2 separate regions of the Mus musculus genome follow, and region 2 is linked to region 1. The links are chromatin contacts, called in public HiChIP or PLAC-seq maps. All regions are on one chromosome and are shown on one strand. Each heading gives the region's core, a stretch centred on a gene start, on an enhancer-like site or on the middle of the called end of the contact. The rest is flanking DNA. Distances are from core to core; before and after follow the strand shown. Region 1 holds the start of Minar1 (membrane integral NOTCH2 associated receptor 1). Region 2 has its middle 31 kb from the start of Tmed3.

What was found. HiChIP or PLAC-seq counts read pairs in DNA pulled down with a chosen protein or histone mark.
Region 2: an H3K4me3 HiChIP or PLAC-seq map of neural tube shows a contact between it and region 1, with 2.2 times the contacts expected there. The contact joins the enhancer-like site here to the promoter of Minar1 in region 1. A contact is called at or near these places in 2 of 39 promoter capture datasets (the C10 cell line and embryonic stem cells), 7 of 484 Hi-C or Micro-C datasets (Sertoli cells, bone marrow-derived macrophages, cerebral cortex and 4 more) and 4 of 115 datasets of contacts at active chromatin or transcription factors (SST interneurons, microglia, neural tube and 1 more).

The regions. Positions count from the first base shown.
Region 1 is chr9:89,621,611-89,624,527 of GRCm38.p6, reverse strand. It overlaps Minar1 (membrane integral NOTCH2 associated receptor 1), which reads left to right and starts at 1,542. Exons shown (of 4, transcript NM_153509.2): 1 at 1,542-1,911.
Region 2 is chr9:89,672,922-89,675,838 of GRCm38.p6, reverse strand. No RefSeq gene overlaps it. Among named protein-coding and RNA genes, the nearest start is that of Tmed3, 31 kb to the left of the region's middle. Within about 2 kb of position 1,393, at least 4 of the 459 cell types and tissues checked have an H3K27ac peak or open chromatin away from gene starts, as enhancers often do. A contact at or near this core is called in neural tube, where this site is marked.

The sequences.
Region 1 (2,917 bases), core at 293-2,792:
AACAGTTATTCCTCAGGGTTAGGTCTGTCTCCCTCTGCCCCTCTTTGCCTTCCATATCAGTTAGCAGATCTTTGACTGCTGACTATCCCCCAGATTGTTTGGACCAAGACACTACTGGTTACAAATTTAGACTCCTAGGCAAGCAAGGTACAGTGGATCAAATAAACTTGACCTTTCTTTCACCTCTCAGTTGCTTTTGTCCTCCCTAGAGGAGCATGGTCTTGCCTGGCACTAAAGTAATAAGGGTGAAATTCTGGGAAAATCCAGCTGGCAGCTTATTACCCCATGAGGCTTTATTTAAAGTATCCATGTATTAACAGGTTCACTTTTAGAACGCTTCCAGTCATAGCAAAAAAACCTCAGGCAGGAAAGCTGTCATGGAGACCAGTGTCCCTCCTCCAGCCCCCACCACCTCCCAAGGACAGAAGACAGACCACAGGTCACAAAGTTAGCCAGGAACCTGCATTTGGTTGCACTCTTGGAAAAGTAACCTAAGAGGGTGCCACCCCTTAGTTATTTGTTCCCCAATAGTAGGCTTCCCCCCCTTCCCTTCCCTCCCCTTCCCTCCCCTTCCCTCCCCTTCCTTTCCCTCCCCTCCCCTCCATCCCGCTTCCCTTTCCTCCCCTCTCCTTCCCTCCCTTTCCTTCCCCCTTCCCTCCGGTTCTCTCTCTCTCTCTCTCTCTCTCTCTCTCTCTCTCTCTCTCTCTCTCTCTCTCTTTTCTCTACTCTTCTCTTGATTCCACGAGTTTGAAACTATAATTCCGTTTCTTTAAAGCGCTGTTTGTGTGACTTTCCCAGCTGAGGAAGACAATCTGTATAAATGGTGGCACCACAGGCAGGCTGCTGCATTTCAGTCCCACTGCAGTACCCTAGATGGCTTGGGAAAAGCCTCCAGTCCTCATCGATGTATCCAATTGGACTTTTGGAAATCTATTCCGTTAAGAGTGTGAGTGCGTGTTTGGGGAGGGCTGGTCACGTGAACGCTAGTCTCTCCAATCTGGGTACCAATGAAGCCAACACCGGCCAGGAGGGAAACATCAATGAGCCAAGTGACCAGTTTGCCCTGGCCTGGTGAAGCACTGCAGAGTCTGAGGCCCCAGAAGGGTGAGCAGAGTGCACCTGGAGAAAAGGAGAGCAGCGGACGATGTTAGCTTCTGCTTCTCCACTGGGGGCCGCAGTCACCTTCAGCATCCGGAAATAGGGAGAAGCAAACCCCGGGGTGGATCTGGCCCGAGGCTCCCTCCAGTTCCAACCTCTGCTTGCTTTTGCCCGGTCTCAGCAGGCGCGACTCTTAAGGAAGCAGAGGCTTTCTCAGGACTCTGGGGTTGCGGGCGCCCACTCTCTAGGTGGCTGCAGCCTCTGGCAGGGCACGCCCTCGGCGCTATTGCCGCGCCCCTCTGGAGTCTGCCCCTCCCGCCCTAGGGAGCACGAGCCCACTGCTGGAGAGTCCTGCCTTCCTCTGCTCCCCAGGCGGGAGATGATGGAGAGGCTAAACTGGGTCTCTGGCCATCGAGTTCCTGGCCCGAGCTGCCCACGGTATCCAAGACCGTGATGTGGTGACACTGGCTGAGCCTCAGAAACCGAGATTGGGGCTGATCCGGACTCTGAGGCCGCATCCTCCAGCCGCTGAGAGCCCCAGCATCATGCAAGTGGGCAGTGGCTGCCGACTGCCCAGGAAAGCCCGGGTGCGACCCTAGTCTGCAGATCCAGACCTCGTGCTGTGGGGGCTGAAGTTAACCTACGCCAGGGGTGTTGCCCCAAGTGCAAAGCCTGGGCTGCCCTGGAGCCTAGGATTCTTTTGCCTAGGGAACCTTCGGGAAGCTCTGCGTTGGAGGCCCTGTGGACCACCACCTCAGAGCCACGCAAGAGCTGCGGAGGACCGGGGACGGAGAGCTGGAGCAGCCCCCAGAGGTAACTTCAGAAAGCGGGAGACCCATGGGCACCCGAGCGCACATGTGCAAGTATGTGCGTGCAAGGTGTGATCGCTACGTGCCGGTTGCTATTACACAGGGACTCTGTGTAAAGTCCCAGGCTACTGGCACTCCTCCCTGGCTCCGATAGGTTCCCGACTGCAGGCCGCCTGGGCACGGAGACCCTTTTCGCTGAGCTCGGTACGGTAGTGGGAAAAGGGGTGTGCGTGTGCACGCGCATGTGGTATGTGTGTTTGCGTGTGGTGTGCGTGTGTGTGTGTGTGTGTGTGTGTGTGTGTGTGTGTGTGTGCGCGCGCGCGGTAGGTAGTAGGCTTGGCCATATCTGGTGGAGGGAAAAGAGATGAAAGTAGAGATACAATGGCCAAAGACCACAAAATTCTGGGCAAGTTTTCCTGGTTAAGAATTCATTTCAAACAACGGTGTTTTGGGGGTCAAGTAGGTGAACTGTTTGTGTGACACCTCCCCACCCCCGACCTATCGGAGTAAGGTGGAGAACTGAACCAACCCTAGAAAAACGGACCAGTGTATCCCAACGTTAAATTGCGATTTCCAGTCACATTGTTGTGGAAAGGAGGTGTCTTTCCTCCTGGAGACGTTCAACTTCACCTGCCAGAAAAACACCAAAGCAAGGCCTGGCTGGCAGCGGGGCTTGAGTTCATTCACACACTAGCTCACCTCTCAGCAGCCTTTCCCACCTGCTCTACCGCCATCCCTGCCAAGTCCTGTACTCTGCGAGGCCACAAAACCAGCAAGTAGTCATTGGTCCTCTCTGCAAGAGTGCAGGGAGCTTCTGGGAAGCAATTGAGTAGCTTGCTCTAACAGCATGCATGCCGACGTTGTTTGTGAAATAGTAGTCAAAGGTTGTAAACACCGGGGTGGGGGTGGGGTGGTGAGGTGAGTTGAGATCAGCTAGTCTTTTCAGTGGGAAATTAAGTAAGGTTTGCCAAGACAGAGAGGAGGAGAGACAAGGAGTCTGTGTGCTAACA
Region 2 (2,917 bases), core at 144-2,643, 51 kb before region 1:
CTCTACCAATGGGCTACAATGCTATTCAGGAGTATTCTCCTTTCTTGACCATTACTTTAATTTGCCTGCATTATACCCACAATGCATCCAACTTTCTTTTTTTCTCTAGTTGAATTCCAGGCTATGGATTCTCTTCTCATTTGTCCAATCATGGTTAAAGAATTTCCCAATATTTCCTGATTTACTTATACAGGATTCTTCAGGACCAAGGCACCTTGCTATCTTCAAAGTAGACAAAGAGTGGAGTTAGATGCAGTGTATTCGGCCTTATGTTGTGTCTTTGATCCATTTGGAGGTTTTTATGCAGAGTGATAAATGTGGACCTATTTGGAGACATCCACAAGCAGCAGTCCACTTTGATCAGCACAGTTTGTTAAAGATGCTACCTTTTATCCACGTGTGTTTCCAGGTCATTCATAAACACACACACACACACACACACACACACACACACACACACACACACATATCACATATGGAGATGTATGAACTTACGTCTAAGGCTTCAGTTTGACTCAATTTATTCACCTGTCTGTTTGTATGCCAATATTATTCTGTTTTTATTACTATAGCTCTGTAGCATCATTTGAGATTGGGGGTAGTGATGCCTTCAGTAGTTCTTTCATTATCCAGGATTGTTTTAGCCATCCTTTTTGGTTTAGTTTCTGTTCATTTGTTTCCAAATCTGTAAAACTTTTGTACCACGTGGAAGATGGCAATCCGCCACCATGGTCCCCATCCAGTCATTAGCATGGCTTCTCACCAGTGGAGGAGCTTTGGCATAAAGCTGTGTGCATTAGTGCACACCATATGCAACAGCAAACGGTTATGCTGACACTAAATAATTAAATTGAGAAGGATGTTTCTTTTATCAGAAGGTAAGAAAAGATACATCAAAACTGAAGAAATCCCTCTCCCTGAGATAATTTTATGAACAATCTTAACATTTCATTTAATCTAAACAAATTTTAATACATCTGTGAAAGTAATACAATTTTTTGGCAGATGAGAAATCTTTCCCTGTCATGGTGTTTGTATATAATCAGATATAACCCAGGCCAACACAGGTAGGCTCCTATACCTCACTTCAGCATCGTGGAAATTCCTCCGATACTTGAAAGAGCAGAGCCTTAGATGAACCTAACTGATGCCTTTATTAAAGAACTTATTTTTCATGATGTTATTTCAAATTATTCTTTTGTTTGGCACCTCGGGTGGGGTTGGATGCTGTATGTTCAAGACAATGCACATTCAGATTTTTCTTTCTTGTGTGTATCAATAAAGCAAGTTGATTTTTTTAAAAAGACACGGAAGGAGATCTATATGATCATTTTAAGCAGTTGTAAGGCTGCAGAAAGTTCTAATTCCTGTGAAAGGCAATTCCTACCACCAGGTGGCAGCAGAGCTAAAACTCTGGCCAGTTGGTGTGACCTGTCTTGCATAGCCAGCTTGAACAAAGGCAACAATTCACACAGACCCCCATGAACCAGAAGTAGAAAATCCCACAATGGACAGGAGCTAATGAGACTGTCTCAGCCTTGCTTCCTGCTAACCTCAGCAGGGACAGTCTGGGACATGCACACTCAGCAGAACAATAGTCAAGAGGTAGCAGGTGATCCATAGAACCATAACCCCCTGTGAAGACCAGGTTGTATCAGTAGCACTAGAGTATCCCCTTGGGTGTCTTGGGTCTAGAGCAACTGCTGAATGTCATGGAGGTTATTCCCCGGCCCTAGGGTGCCCAGGTTGGAAGACCAGGCTTGGAGCGTCATCAGAATGCCTCCTGGAGGACAAGAGTTTCTACAGCTGCTCTGCTCTGGCTCTGGTATATTGTCAGGATGGTCATATCGCTTGCCTGATTCTTTCGCAGCGCCTCAAAGGGGCCTGGCACGATGCTGTGCGATTGTAGAGTCATTTCAGCACACTCACAGGCTCACATTTACCACCAGGCAACTCTCTGACTTGCTCTTACTGTTTCCAAACTACTTCTCTTCTCCCTCAGAGAGCTTGTCAAAATCTTGATGCTATCAGAGGCTGCATCCTTAGGGACACCACACAGTTCACCTGCTGTTGTAGTTCATGCCTCTAGTCTTAGCATTCAGGAGATGGGGGCAGAAGGATTGCCATTAGTTTAAGGTCAGCCTGAGTCACATAGTGAATACCAAATCATCAGGACTATATAGAAAGATGTTTCAAAAGCCAAACATTAAAGAACACTGTACCATGGTTAAGAGGTGACCACTTCTGCTACTAAGCAGGAAGTGGTTTGGTCTGAGCCCCCATTTCCCTAACTGTAAAATTATTTGCATTGTGCCCAAAGTAACCCCTTGGATGGAGTCTCTATCTTCAACACTTCCTACAAAATCAGGGCTTAGATTATCGTAAAGGGTCTCCCCTATATCATCCAAGCCTTTGTCAAGGTAAAGGAAGGGCAGGTTGTCTCAGGAAGATGGACTCTGAGGCCACCCTGCAGGCATCCCTGCAGCTTGTAGGTTTACTGTGATGATGGCTTATGTCTCAGGAGTTGGGAACTGGAATGAAATGGCCAGCTTAGTAGGTGCTGTTCCTAGAGACAGCTTCTTTCTATGGATGCTGGCATCTGGGAGGACCGCAGGCTCTCCCCACAATTATTCTAACAGCTACAACAATTACACAATAATATAAGCCATGATGAGCCCTATCTTCTCATAGCTGACAGTAGTGTCTGCCTAGAGCTGCCACATGCCAATGTCCATATCAGCACACTGCCCAATTCACAATAAATGTAATGTTTCAGGGTTTGGGGAAATCTTGCTGTGGGCACCCAGCCTGCACTGGTAGCACCAATTCTATGAGGGACCCTGTCTTTTCCTAAGCTGCCAGAGGCCAGTCATGTCTCCTTTGCACAGTTCCCCTCTCTATCTATTATTAGTTGGCA